Regions from separate parts of the Mus musculus genome. Here region 2 is linked to region 1. Evidence: chromatin contacts called from public HiChIP or PLAC-seq data. All regions are on one chromosome and are shown on one strand. Each heading gives the region's core, a stretch centred on a gene start, on an enhancer-like site or on the middle of the called end of the contact. The rest is flanking DNA. Distances are from core to core; before and after follow the strand shown. Region 1 holds the start of Cfh (complement component factor h). Region 2 overlaps Kcnt2 (potassium channel, subfamily T, member 2).

Evidence for each region. HiChIP or PLAC-seq counts read pairs in DNA pulled down with a chosen protein or histone mark.
Region 2: an H3K27ac HiChIP or PLAC-seq map of heart atrium shows a contact between it and region 1, with 15 read pairs. The contact joins the enhancer-like site here to the promoter of Cfh in region 1. A contact is called at or near these places in 11 of 39 promoter capture datasets (the C10 cell line, the HPC-7 cell line, HPC-7-derived erythroid cells and 5 more), 16 of 484 Hi-C or Micro-C datasets (embryonic stem cells, granulosa cells, liver and 1 more), 14 of 115 datasets of contacts at active chromatin or transcription factors (embryonic stem cells, fibro-adipogenic progenitors, heart atrium and 3 more) and 2 of 9 other capture datasets (adipose tissue and embryonic stem cells).

What each region holds. Positions count from the first base shown.
Region 1 is chr1:140,180,207-140,188,067 of GRCm38.p6, reverse strand. Cfh (complement component factor h) reads left to right here and starts at 4,657. Exons shown (of 22, transcript NM_009888.3): 1 at 4,657-4,903. The coding sequence starts at 4,792.
Region 2 is chr1:140,418,667-140,426,527 of GRCm38.p6, reverse strand. It overlaps Kcnt2 (potassium channel, subfamily T, member 2), which reads right to left. Exons shown (of 28, transcript NM_001081027.3): 9 at 1,155-1,335. Among named protein-coding and RNA genes, the nearest start is that of Kcnt2, 180 kb to the right of the region's middle. Within about 2 kb of position 3,332, at least 6 of the 459 cell types and tissues checked have an H3K27ac peak or open chromatin away from gene starts, as enhancers often do. A contact at or near this core is called in heart atrium and uterus, where this site is marked.

The DNA.
Region 1 (7,861 bases), core at 3,408-5,907:
TTTCAGTCATGCATGCTTTTAGCCATCTCTTGGCTCTTGGCTCTCTCTTAATGCTCTTGGTCCTCCTCTCTTGCTCTCTTCCTATCTCTCCTCTCATGGTTCAGTCTCCTGGTCATGTCTACTCTACTATTTTCTTTCCTTGCTCTGGATTATCATTCATGAGGTATTTATTCTCTTGGATGCATGAGTGTTAGCTACCATCTACTCTCTCCCTAATTAACTTAAAATTAAATTTAGTTACAAATAAGTACTTGTAGCTGCTGTTAGTTCAAAAATCAGAGCTAAGACAGTTCTCTCCAAAACATTGGTTCTACGTAACACTTTTCCCTTCAACATGTCTTTAGGTACTGTTGTACTTTTTATAATGTTTAATTAATTGTTACTCAGAACAACTAGCTCAATAAAGATATCATCACTAAATGCTACAATAGTGCCACTAACATCACAAGAGTAATCAATACCTAACTGGTATTAAGGCAGACTCAATAGGAGGGGATTTCTGCCTGTTATTGAAAACCTAGCCAGGAATGATGGCTGGAAATGTCTTAGGAGAAAACTTATTACCCCTATTTTGCTAAATTAATACAGCTTCCAACTATATTCTAAATATTTGTCCTTAAATACCCAGAGACAAGTTCAGTTCTCATCCTTCATCAAAAAAGCTTTCTCTTTTTACAGCAGATAGAGGCTATCATAGAGATACATAACTGGTAAATATGCAAAGAAAAGTGATTGTGGAATTCTCAGTGTGATTAATACATATACAATACAACTTCTGTGCCCAAGACTTTCAGGACTCAAAGGGAGGAAACTTAGATGAAATGCCCCAACAGTAGGGAGAGGGAACTTATAGAGCCTACCTCCAGCAGGAAAGCAGGACATCAAGTGAGGGATGGGGTTGACATCACACAGTCACAAATTTGACCCGTAATTGTTCCTGTCTCAAAGAATTACAGGTATGGAAATGGAGAGGAGCCTGAGGAAAAGAAGGTCCAGCGACAGGCCTAAAGTGGTAACCAGCTCAAGGGGAAGTCCCAAGACCTGACACTATTACTGAGGCTAAGGAGCACTCACAAAAAGGGATCTATCATGACTACCCTCCAGAAGACCCAACAAGCAGCTGAAAGAGTCAGATGCAGATATTTATACCCAACCAATGGACAGAAGCAGCTGATCCCTGTTGTTGAATTGGGGAAAGCTGAAAGAAGCTGTGGAGAATGGTGACCAGGTAGAAGGACCAGCATTCTCAATTAATCTGGACCCCTGAGATCTCTCAAAGACTGGACCACCAAACAGGCAGCATACACCAGCTGATATGAGGCCCCCGACACACATACAGTAGAGGACTTCCTGGTCTGTGTTCATTCAGAGATGATGCACCTAACCTAAGAGACTGGAGGCTTCAGTGAGTTTAAAGGTCAGGGGTTGGGGAGTTGGGATATCTATGTGAAGACAGAGATGTGGGAAGGAGGAATGCAGTGTGGAACAGTCTGAGGGTGGACGGGAGGGGGAGTAAAATATAGAGTGTAAAAAATTAATTAATTAATTAATTAATAAAAAAGAGAAAAGAAATATTTTTAAAAGCCAGAGGATCAGAATCACTATTTTGAGATGGTATCTTTTAGACAACATTGAGTTGGTGTTCCTATACATTTAACAATATGGTTGCCTGCACAAGAACTTCCCAAGTTGACACGAGATCATGAAAAGGAAAACTTAAAAAAAATTCACAAGGCCCTATGCCTAGATGAAGTGTTAAGGCACTTGATGGCTCGGATAATCAGTTGTCTTCAGGCACCAACCTTCTTATAGCTTTTCTAATCCAGAGTGGTCACACATATATGTGTAGCAACATTAATTAGACTCAGGAGATTGTGGGTGTGCACATATATACACATATGTGTATGTATAGGACAGTAATTATAGAGAAAGAAGACAAGAATTAGAGAGGGCATGAAGAACATGGAAGGAGTTGATGGTGGGAAAGAGAGGTGTAGATATTATTTGAATGTAGCATATTCATGTGTGAAATTAATTATTTAATTAATTAAATTTAAAAATTAAGATAACATGTTGTTTTTGTTGTTGTTATTGTTTTAGTTTTCTTTTGTTTTTCGAGACAAAAATTCTCTGTATAGCCCTGGCTGTCCTGGGACTCACATTTTGCCTAAATCCACCTGCCTCTGCCTCCTGAGTGCTGGGATCAAAGGCATGCCACCTTTGCCGTGCTAAGATAAAATGTTTTAAGTAGGTAAAATTAAAGATGAATTATCTTGCTGGGCATGGTGGCACACGCCTTTAATCCCAGCACTCAGGAGGCAGAGGCAGGTGGATTTCTGAGTTCGAGGCCAGCCTGGTCTACAAAGTGAGTTCCAGGACAGCCAGGGCTATACAGAGAAACCCTGTCTCGAAACCACGCCCCCCCAAAATAAAAATAAAATAAAATAAAATAAAGATGAATTACCTTAAAGTATAAGTTTAAAATTGGTAAGTAAAAATAAAAAAGAGCAATTGTGCATACAAACAGTCATGTTACTAAGTGCCGTCAGCATTGCAGTCTCTTGCCTACCACTGTGTGAATTTCAGAGCTGAGTGCCTCTGGACTTTTCATCTGTCTCTAGACACCAGTTTGGCCCAATAAAGGGTATGTAGTCCCTTTTTAAGTGTCTAAGTAAATATGTAATTTCTCAGGCCACAGCCAACAGGGATTACCCTCAGCATATTTTTCATGAGATAAGTTGTATAATTATCTTTTCAAAGGAACTTGGATAATAATAAAATAGATTTTGAACCACAAACAATGATGAATAAGAAAGAGTTAAAAAGTAACACAATATGCATATTAATTATATAATAAGACATGTGCTACTTTTAACTTTCACATTCTTGGCTATCTACATTTTTGATTATTTTATTATAAGCCTCTATTTTATAATGGCTTCACTGAAGATAAAAAAGGAAAAAAATTCTATCAGAGTGGCTTAGAATTTGTGTATTGTTAGCAAAATAACAAAAATGTCATCACAAGTTCACCATGATTTATAATGTCTGTAAGTTTTTATTATTGGCAAACTTTTGAAAACTTCTGTCAAATTTCTTTGACAAAATGAACAGCATGTCAGGACACTAAGCTCTTGTGACATGATTAATATTAAACACTCTGAATTTGAGGGTTTGTAAATTGTTCTGATATCAGTGTCTTTCATGGGGAGGGGTCCATGACTGAAGAAAACCAAAATGAGCTCAGCAACATTCATCACTGCTCTCTGTAACAGGACTGCTGTCACCACGTGACCGGATGCTCCTAGGCTGTTCTTCCCTGATTGGCAGGCTCTCTGTTTGGGAACTGTGAGCAGAAATACACCTTTCCAAAAAAAAAAAAAAAAGAAAGAAATACACCTATCCTTCCCTTAGCAGCTTTCTCTGGCATCTTGTCACATCCACAAGACACGCAACTACTACAATGAGTTACTGGCAGTTGAATTCCTACACATTTAATGAAATAGAAAACAAGCCATCCGAAAACGCCGTTCTGTATAGACTTTGGATATTAGACCATCAGCTTGAGTATCGCACTCCTGACAGTTTATGGCTTTAAGAAAGTGTTTAAGTGCTCTATGCTCAGTTAACTCATCTATATGCTTGAGCTACAACAGCTTACCAAACCCCACACTATCTAACATTCGTAGCCCAATTTGTACTATTTTCAAGCTGAAATCTGTCCTTACCATGTACAGGAACAACTAAAAATTGTGCTATATTCAAATAATTGAATATTACATAGAATGACAAATGAACAGTTAGGAGCCATGTCCAACAAACACAGTTCTACGTAAATACAGGAGTAAATTACATAAAGTACAGGTAAATACAGTCCATGTTCTTAGAAACACTGACAGTGGGTGGAAGGAAACCTGGAGGGCACAGAGGGTACCAAGGTTATTAGGTTGGGAGTTGAATATCTGCCTCAGTTCTGCATCAATTCAGCATGCTGCTGACACTTTTTTTCCACCTCTATATTTCTTACTATAAAATACCTCAATGACAAGTTAGAAAATTAGCATTTCAAGTTGATGGGTTTTTTTTACTTATTTTTTTCCTTTTTCTATTGGATATTTTCTTTATTTACATTTCAAATGCTATCCCAAAAGTCCCCTATACCCTCCCTCCCCACCCCAGCCCTGCTTCCCTACCCACTCACTCCCACTTCTTGGCCCTGGCTTTCCCCTGTACTGGGGCATATAAAGTTTGCTAGACCAAGGTCCTCACAGACCAGTTGCTTCACACATATAAAAAGAATTTCTTGGGAGATTCAATTCATTAATTTTAGAAAACCAATCCCATAATCAACATCCATTAGCATGACAATCTTTTCAACATTTCTGTATTATGTATGCATGGGTGTTGGTCCTGAAAACACTGCCTAACTGAAGTTCTCTCAATGATTTTTAAATGTGCCTTCATGCTTTCTGTTCTGTGGTTTGTCCACAGTAGAACACAATTTAAAGGATTATGAAATCCAGCCCTTGCTCACATTTCCAGAAATGTGAACTTGTTTCCAAGCAAAACAAGCTGTGATTTACAAGAACAATCCAGCAGGTCACTGACAGGGCATAGTAACAACAAGAGATAAAACGCCCATGCTGCTGGACTTGTGGTCTACTATTTTAGTTTACTTTGCAGAAGTTGCTCATGGGCGGAGCAATCCTGATTTCCTAAACTGACTTTCAACTTCCCTTTGAAGCAAGTCTTTCCCTGCTGTGACCACAGTTCATAGCAGAGAGGAACTGGATGGTACAGCACAGATTTCTCTTGGAGTCAGTTGGTCCCAGAAAGATCCAAATTATGAGACTGTCAGCAAGAATTATTTGGCTTATATTATGGACTGTTTGTGCAGCAGAAGGTAAGCTGGAAACATTCTTTTCTCCTTCTTGCTGAGCCAAATTATAAAACATTTGCAGAAAATGTTTCTCACAGCAATCATTCAAATTATGTCTGGAAAATATATGTAATTACTAGTCTGTTACTTAGTGGATTTGGGTGGTAAGTTTAAAAACTGTAAACTGTTCATTTGACTATTGTAGTTGATAATTTGGCGAAATGTAAAACTCGAGACAGTGCTTTAAACAACCATTTGCAATCTATAATTGGGCATAGTCATTCAACTTTTAGTTATCATGATACAGGCTCCTGTTTTGTTCATGAGTGTCCCTGAAATATTTTATGTAAAACTAGTAAGAAATATGTAAACATCCAAACTTAATGAAAGCATTCACTTTTATTTTAATGAGTGGATTTATTTCAGGCATATTTCTAACCCTTCATAAATACATCATTTTACTGATACTGCCATGGCTTTAAAAGTTTTGTTCATAAGAACTGCAAGCATGAGATAAAATGATTATAAAATTTGACAGATAATCTGTACACAGTATTGGAAGGATCTGATTTGTTCCTGGTTTTGTTTTCTGAGAGTACATGTGAGGCATATTTGCTTCTGAAAGCCATTTTGAGGTAGGTAATATGAGTGTTGGAGTTCTTCTTTCATGGCAGTAACAGAAATTCCGACTTTATTATTCACTTAAATTCTACCAAAAATTGCTTAGTTTATCCATCGAAAGAGTTTACTCTGCTAATTTATGATAGGCAACTAGTTATGTGAAAAAACAATTAATTAACTCTTCTTTGTGTTTTGATTGTTTAAGATAGGGTGTCACTACACCCTTGGACTCACTGTAGTCCTCCTGACAGCCTCCCATGGGCTGAGGTTACAGGTGGGAGTGACTGCCATCCCTGACTTTTTATTTCAAGTGAATGACATAACTTTAATAATTTCCTTAAATGTTTCTCTTAGCTAATGCTTTGTAACTTGAGGCTTTGCTGTAGCCTCTTCACTAAAGAATTCTAACAACCTCTGACTGAATATTTACCAAATCTGGGAAGAAGAATAGATACAGATTCTTAGTTATATCTTTTTGTAAAATTCTAAAAAAATATTTAAGGGTATTTAATACTTTTTGAAAGAGTAAACTTTTTAAATCATATTTTCTAATATTATTCCTTATATTTTAGCTTTTGAATCTTATATTTAAGATTAAGGCAGTCATTTCCTTGTGTATGAAAATATAAGTATTGCTAAAATGAAATATTGACCAGTAATTCTAAATCAATGGTGATATTACCAAACATAACTCAACTTTTTATTTTGTCAAAGTCAATGTTTCATCTTTTATTTTGATGCTCTACTTGAATAATAATGCTTACTAAGAGATTTCTTTAGATACATATGATTAAAGAAAGAAGTATTTTATTTTTATCTAATTTTTAAATCTTAATTGATGCAAATTGAATTAATATGCTTACATAATTACAAAGCAGAATTTCAATATCAAAAGGGAAGTGTCATGATGTTTACATGATACTTTAATGTTAATGATTTAAAAACCCTCATTTATGCCATGGATATAAGATAATTTTTTTGTTTATTACTGGATCTGAATTTTTGTATGTAGTCACATGTGGTGCCAGTTCCCGCTGATGAGTTGGGCAGTTACAAGGTATACATTACTGCTTCTCCAGCTGTCCAGTTAGAGATGAATTGGGAGTTTAGTGTTTAAAACAGTATGTAGGGTAACCTCACGATATGGATAAAGTACACATAATACAGAGGCAGGGGTATGAAGTTTCATGGATTCTCTGTGGGCACAGTAGTCTCACTTTAGTCTTTGCTTGGCTTGTAGCCTGTGTCTATCTCAAGTGTAAATAATTTAATCAGTCTATCAACTTAACAGAAATTTCACCAGACAGAAGAGCTTGGATCAATTAAAACAGTTATGTTTAATTATGTATGTGTGTATACACTTCAATATTTGCTTTGTTTCCCACAATGCTATTAAGCTGATTTAAAAAAAAAAAGTTTGTGAAATGCTATTAGGCTTTCCTAAACAGGGAAGAAAAGATTCCAGGAGTCTTTTCGCTCTGATAAAGATCACCATTCTTTTAAAACCAATGTTAATTGGGCGTAGCGTAAACACAGTAATGATCTTGCTCAATCCATGGGCCCCACCTGGCCAAAGGAGGAATAAAGCCTCCTGCAGACGGAGCTCCAGTTTCCTCATGCAGGCTGGCCAACTGTGTGTTCCACCCACGCAAATAACAAATAGTAATAACCTTAACAAAAAATGTAAAAAGCAGAATTCATAATTAAAAAATAGTAACCAAAGGAAGAACGGTGAATCCAGTTTCCTTTCTTCCTTCCTTACTTCCTTCCTTCCTGCCTGCCTGCCTGCCTGCCTGCCTGCCTTCCTGCCTGCCTGCCTGCCTGCCTGCCTGCCTGCCTGCCTGCCTGCCTGCCTGCCTGCCTGCCTGCCTGCCTGCCTGCCTGCCTGCCTGCCTGCCTGCCTGCCTGCCTGCCTGCCTGCCTTCCTTCCTTCCTTCCTTCCTTCCTCCCCCTCTTTCTTCTTTCTTCCTTCCTTCCTTCCTTTCTTCCTTCCTTCCTTCCTTCCTTCCTTCCTTCCTTCCTTCCTCCCCCTCTTTCTTCTTTCTTTATTTCTTCCTTCCTTTCTTCCTTTCTTCCTTCCTTCCTTCCTTCCTTTCTTCCTTTCTTTCTCTGTCTCTTTTTTCCTTTCTTTCCTTTCTCCCCCCACCCCCCTCTCTCTCCCCTCCTTCCCCTTTCCACATGCCAAGGGCTTCCTTTAGTGCAGTGCTTGCCTGCATTCCCACTCCCAGTTGCCAAGAACAGTAAATGCTGCTTCTTGCAAAACCACAGGCTGCTTAGAATTGGGTCAGATTTACAGGACAACCTGTAATGTAAAAGTTCCTCGGCTGAGCTGTGTAATTTCAGTTCTGGGGAATGGATTAT
Region 2 (7,861 bases), core at 2,083-4,582, 240 kb before region 1:
CATTAAATATAGTTTAACAGTTCTGCCATTTGCTCACTTTAAGAAGTTTGCAGTCTTATGGCAAAGGTAGCTGTGGAATTAAGTGGCCAAGAGGCTGAATTTTCTTTCCATTCTTTTTGTTTGTTTTTGTTTTGTTTTTGGTTTGTTTGTTTGTTGTTTGTTTGTTTGTTTGTTTGTTTTGAGACAGGGTTTCTCTGTGTAGTCCTGGCTGTCCTGGAACTCACTCTGTAGACCAGGCTGGCCTTGAAGTCAGAAATTCGTCTGCCTCTGCCTCCCAAGTGCTGGGATTTAGGCGTGTATTACCATGCCCAACGAGGCTGAATTTTCAACCTGGCCATTTAATAACCTGCAGGAAGGGCTTGATGGAGCCCAACTAGGAATATAAAACAAGCAAACTTTGCCTGGTAAGATTCAAGGACAGTGAGTCTTCAGCCCATTGTGCCCATATAATGCAAGAGGAGACAGCTGCATTAACATTTACAATGCCCCATGCTAGCAATATAGGATGAGTACTAGAGTGAACTGGGTGATATTGTAGAGGAGTGTCTGGGAGCTAGGTATGACAGTGTGAATTGGCTAAGGTTATATAATTAGCATGCAGGTTTAATTTGCCTTTATCATACATTATTTTTGATTTGTTCATTCATGGGAAACCAGGACTCATTGTAAAAAAGAACTGTAGACTAGTTATGGTTTATATCTCTGATCTGTGCATCTCTCCAAATCCTTGATAATGAGCATGTGCCATGTCCACTGTATGCTTTAGTTGATAAACATAAGAAATTAATTTTAAACTCACTGCAATTTATGCCATAGGTTTTCGTTTCTTATTTATTCTCCAAACATAATCCTTAATCTAACATCCAATAATTTAAATTATTTAATGGTTAGCAATATCACATAAGCTACATTTTTTAAATGATGCTGAATAATCATATCAAAATATGAGCTATCACTTGTGTCAATGAGGGAAAAGGTGTCTAAAAAATTATGAAAATATTTCTGTAATAGTGTTAGCACTTCCTTAAACTATTAATAGCATATCTTATAATATAAGTGTTAAACAAATAATCAGGTACTTTTTTATTAATATAGCAGTTTCAATTTTACATGGCTTTGTACATCTCTACAAAAGTTATCAGGGTTCTGTTTACCTGTATAGGGAGTACTACAAGGGCAACGCAGATCATAGCAACGACAAAGAGCTTGGAGGACCATGTTTCAGGAGTGACATCCCCAAAGCCCACAGTAGAAAATGTCACAATGCAGAAATAAAGGGAGTCAAAGAGATTGAGCTTCTTGCCAATTCGTTCTAGATGCTGAATCCCACAAATGCTTAAAAAACCAAAAAACAAAAAAGGAGATATTCATTAAAATTAAGAATAATGGAGACATTATCTTTCATATTGCTCTTTCAAAACCAAAAGATATTCTACAAAAATATTTTATAATTGGTCTATTTATATATAATTTTACCCAGAACAATATTGATTTTAACCACATAAATTTAGATGTGGTTTTATTTTAATAGCCAAAAAAATGTTAGCTATAATAGATAACTCTTAAAGATACTTAGTGCATGTGAAGGCAAAACAAACCTATACATTTCTAAGTCTAATTAATACCTGTCAAAATAGAAAAAAGTCTTAAAAAGTTATTGTTTAATTTAGAAAAAAGAAATGTATATTAATGTATATACATGTATACATATATTAATAATATAGAAAATTATGTGTTAACAAAATTCAAATACAGGTTGAACACTGTTGCTGCCAAAACACTAGTTAATATTCATTATCTATTGTAACAGTGCTTAGCAGGGGTGAAGCTTAAAGAATTATTGAGGACACCCCACCCCATCATTAAATGGATTATTGCCATTGTTGCGGGAAGATCTTTGCTGTAGAAAACATATTTTGTACATAATGTTTCTTTATTCCTCAGAGTATTTTACTTTGTTCCTAGCATTTTTCAATGGAATAAAAAGAACTCAGGCAACTTCAAGCACCTTTATGTTGGATGTCCCAGACTTTAGAACTGTAATACAACAAATTTCTGTTCTGTTAGTCATAAATTACAGTCATTTTTGCCATGCTGCAATCTAATACACAAATATAATGTATGCCTCAAACAAAAGCCTACATTATAAGACATTTACAGATAGCACCTGGTACATAAAAGAATTCAATATATATTTTCTTAATGACACAAGGTGTCCATGAATTAGAATTACTAAAATAGAAATAGACACAGCACCATTACTTGATTGTAAAATTAAAAAGTAGAAATCCATGATTGATAAATATGTGGTGCATATGGAAGGGTTACAATAAATATGGAACAGTAAAACCAGTATGCAACCTCAATGATTTGCACAAGGATGATCCTTATTCATATAAAAGTATTAAAATATGGGAACTTTATGGGATGAAAAAATCATGAGGGTGGTAGTCTCACACATGAGGATACCCACTCTTATGACAGGAAGATAATAAGCACACCAATATGTTCAGTCATTCTACATTCTGTAGTATGATAACAGAGCAAGAAGACATTGTCTTTGAATTAGAGAGAAGGCCCCCACCAGACCGATAGGGCCAGACCTTAATATGTGGCATCTTATCATTTGAATCTGTTAGAAAGGAAATTCATGTAACATATAAATTATTCATTTTCATGTATATGAACAGAAATGAGCCAACACAGACATCAAAACTAAGAACTGGGTTTGGGCTTAATAAACATGTATACTTGTTGAGCCAGGTTTAGGAATTGAAAATGTGTAGAGGCTAGAAAGCTGGGAACATGGAGAAAAGAACTATTGCATTGAATTGTGATGATGGCAATTCTTTCAGGGTTCATGAAAATATTATTGTAGCACAAGATTAGAGAAGAAATCAGTAAGTTGGAGGAAGAAATGGATTTTTTTTTAGAAAGCAGAGGGAAGGCAATATTTGTAAGACAACATCATAACTATAAAGCATTAAGTCCATGACTTTATAGAAGCCAGAATTTAAGAATGATAAATTAGAAACTTAGGGAGATTCTCTAAATATTTTGGATGTTTCATGGCATCTCCTGACAGTGTGCTAAAGTCAGAGAAGATAGAAATGGTTTAAAGATCGATTTTATAGACAAAAGGAAGCAGTGTGACCTAACTTAGAAGATTCTCACCCTAGTCAGATTGTGAAAATAAAAATGGTTCTCATTAGAAAAAGTCCCAGGATGGGAGAGTAGTTAGGAAAAAGGAACCCAGATGTTATTCATCCACACAATAGAAGACAGATCCTGAAATCACTCCAGAGATTGTTGAAAACATCATGACTACTCAAAGCCAACAATAACATGGCCTGGGATTTTATAGTTGTTTTAAGTGAGTAGCCCAAGGCATGTACAGAATTTCTGGGTTATGTCCACAATAACCTTAGCTCTTTGATTCCTTCAGTGTGACAGAGCTCTTGATTCTCTTTATTGAGTCCAAGTGCAAGACTACATAAGAATGTGTTTGACAAGATTCCTCTAGAAGAAACAGGTAATAAATAACCTTTGACAGTGATCTCTTTGGAAAAAGTGAGCAGCTGTTCGAGCATATATTTCTGTAAGAGTTTCTTCATCTAAATAAAAAAGGTCTTTTATATTTCTACTCAGGGAAAAGTTCCTTAATACAGTAAGGCCCCAAGAGGATAATGTCTAGAAAGGATTAAGGGTGAGGCTTCATCAGAAAACTCAATTGAACAACAACAAGCATGCAACACCTGGGAGAGCTAGCACTCCCAGACTCTAAACTGTGAAGATTCCTGTATGAACTGTTGCCAGAAAAGCCTTTCAGATGAGGCTTTCCAAATTCTTAAGAACAAACTCTTCTGCAGTTTCTAGAACTTTTGATGTGGAGGAAACTATCCTCAAGTCAAAGGATATCATGTTTCAATTACCAGGTTTTGAACTTACTCGTGGATAGAATAAATTATGATTTAGAACTACTGCTGTAATAAAATGTGTTTGCTCATTATCTTAACTGTTTTTAATTCAGAAAAAATTATGGACTTAAATGTGTCCTCTCACATATTGAGGTTGGAAATTGAATATCTAATGCAATAGCATTAAGCACTGAGACTTTTTATAGAAGTCAAGTCATGAGCACAACATTTGTGAATAGGACTTTAGAAATGCAGAGAACACTCATCAGACATTGAATCTGTGGCTCTTGGCCTTGAACACTCAAGCATTCAGATCTGAGAAATAAAATCATGCCTCTTAGAAATTACCCATTCTGGAGCATATGTACAATAGCAAAAATAGACTAGTACAGTTAAATGTACTATTCTGGAATTAAAGAGAGGACAACGTAAGGGGTGCAGAGTGAGCGAGAAGAAAGAAAGGAATGCCATGAATCAAGAAAAGGAATCAAATACTGATAGAAGATACAAGCATAAACTGAAATAATCAGAGTGAAAGAACTCAAATGAAAACAGCACCCAGGATTTTGTTTATGAAAATCTCAAAAAAGAGACAAAAAGCAGTCTAGCAGCTCGCCTTGCCTGCGAGTGTGGTGGGATAAGGTTCTAAGTAAATATGATAAAATGTGATTGAATTTATACTTAAGATGTGTGAATTTAACGATGTGTAAATTATGCTTCGGGAAATCTGTTAAAACTACGTATACTTTTGGAAAGCCACTACAGTGTCTGTGTGGAAGCAAAGTCCTCCTCTGAGGACAATAAAGAGCTAACGGGTCCAGAAGATGTGATTAGGAACTTTGAGTCACAACTGCTTCCAAACCAATTAGAGGTTTTTTGTTTATTTGTCTGTTTGTTTGTTTTCCTGGTTGCCCATAGGCAATACTGCCAATATAATTAAGCTATCAAATATAATCTCACACATCCAATGAGAAGAAGTGGATGCTAATAATAGATGTTCCTTATATAATGAGTGGTTTGGTTCACCACTCCCAGACACCATTTTCTCAGAACTCCTTTTCAAGCTGAGGCTGGACCTTGGCAAGTATTCTTGGAGAATGCTCTAATTGGATTAATTACACATTAAAATTGATCTTTGATGACAAATAATCATTTCCTAAGGCAAACATTTGTTATCTAAGATAAATTACAAAATATCACCCATTGTACATCTTAGCATTCAGTTTGTACTTTTTTTCTTTGTTTATTTTTTTTTCTTTTTTTTAAGATTTATTTATTATATATGTAAGTACACTGTTGCTTTCTTCAGACCCAGAAGAGGGTGTCAGATCTCATTACAGATGGTTGTGAGCCACCATGTGGTTGCTGGGAATTGAACTCAGGATCTCTGCAAGAGCAGTTGGTGCTCTTAAACTCTGAGCCATCTCTCCAGCCTTGTTTGTTTGTTTGTTTGTTTGTTTTTATTGTTTTTATTTTTCAAGACAGGGTTTCTCTGTATAGCCCTGGCTGTCCTGGAACTCACTCTGTAGACGAGGCTGGCCTTGAACTCAGAAATCCTCCTGGTTATGCCTTCTGAGTGCTGGGATTAAAGGCATGCACTACCACTGCCTGGCCAGTTTGCACATTTTTAAATGTAACTCACCCATGGTAATATCATTTTATTAAAAGGTAGATTGTACATAATTTTGACATCTGGTTTAAAATGGCCAGTTGGACTGTTTAACAATCTTTCACAGATTTGTGGTATACTAGGCTTTAAGAAACTTTATCAGCTGTTTTCTGAAATCCTTGATCACCAAATAGAGAAGTTAGGTTACTGTATTGTAAGCCATGAGTTGAGCCCTAGATTAACACCATGAAACACCAAGCCTAGCCATCTTGTCTTTGTATGACAATGTTGGAAGAGTATGCATGTCTGCAATGGGCCTACACAGGACTAGGTGTGTTAATATTCTATCATTTGTTACAAAGATATGGAATTAAGATGTCCTGTACATCCTTGCTGAGTTAGTGTCTACTGATGGAGTCCAGGAAAGACATTGTACTTGGTTGTATACCCACTTATCAGAAAGCCAGTATCCAGTGGATAATTGTGAACCCATAATAACACAGAAGAACAAGACTCAGCTCAGTGTGCCTCAAAACAAAACAAAACAAAATAAAAAACATGTGAATGTGGAAAGAAGATATACAGGATAATAATGATGTGAGGAAGAAGAGAACAGTAATTATAATGCAAAGTATGTGTATGAAATTATCAAATAATGAATTCAATAAAATTATGTTTAAAAAGCATGCACACACACACACACACACACACACACACACACACAAAACAGAAACAATGTGGAACTGGTAAACATGTTTAGTGCCTTTGTTATGCTTTGAGTGTCACAGGTGCACACATATCTCAAAATCATTGAATAGTCATATTAAATATATGTAGTTTTAGAAATTAACTACTTTATAAATCTATCAATTTTGCAAATATTCAATTACCCTTATATGAGGTATGTAAGAATTATAATCAAGGAAACATGCCAATGAGTATTTTTATTTTTTGCATCTATTTCATTTAAAAATTATATAAATGATACTGGGCATGGTAGTAGATGGTTGTCATTTCAACAGTTTAAAGGTGGAGCCAACAGACCTGGACTTCAAATCACCTATAGCTTTACTGAATTTGAAGCTAAGCTGAGCCACACAAGGCACAAGACCTTGTTAAAAAATGGAATTATGTGTATATGACATATATTTGAATTAAAATTATCTATATCATATAATAATTAAAAACTAAATTATAGAAATAAAATGTATACAAGTAAATAAGCTATGAGACACATATAGTTAAAAATACCAACAGAATTTAGTAGCTCATTGACTTATTCTACAAATATTTGAATGATTGAATTAACTATTTACTAACCAAATGCTAGAACTTCAGTCTCTTGTATATCCCTGGTAGTAAATATTACAATACTGAATTGACTCACCCCCCAGCTTATATGAACCAATATAGCCAGGAAAACATTTGTTTTACATTTTACAGAAAATGAAATAACTACCAACATTAGAAAAGGATCACTGCAATGACCTATAATCTATACTTCACTGTCCCTTTCTTTTTCCCCAAATCTTACCAGGTTTGCTCTCATTGTCAGGTGTGTATGTGTGTGTGTGTGTGTGTGTGTGTGTGTGTATGTGTGTGTGTGTGTGCAGTACATCCTTGGCTTTTTGGTAGGTTTTAAAAATTTTGTAGAAATAAGAACATGTATACTATATTTTTAAAACATTTCTAAATTCATTTATCTTAATAATTATTTTGAAAATTTATTTGTTCAAAGTTCTTTTAAAACCAAAGCAAATATCAAGACATCACTATTACAAAATGTCAGACACTAAACTACTTTAATTGCACAAACATTTCCTATTCTCATTTTCTGATGCCCATTAGAAAGAGTCAACCTGGTAACCTGGTATTTGCATTCTTTTATGGAAAGGAAAATTCTTTGTATTCAGACCACACAGAGAATGTTTTCAGGAACAACTTTAATTTGTTTATTTCTTTGCTAATCTTTCAAACTAATTATATATGTAGATTATTCATATTTAAAAATAATTCATCCAATTGTAAGAAAGCCATCAAGAAATAGTGCCTTCAAGATAGCTAAATAGACCATGTATTAGTAGTGATTAAGGCCAATACAAACAGAATACTAGAAACACCGTATAGAGTACACAACATTTAATACTAAACTTACGGAATTATCATTTTACCTACAATTCTGAATCTTACAAAATACTTTACAAGGACTTGAAACTATTAGATGATGAAAATATACTTTAATATAGATAACTATCTCTCCTTTCACAGATACAGAGCTGCCATTATTAAATGAAACAATGCTTTTCTCTCATCACATTTGATGAGTTTCATATTT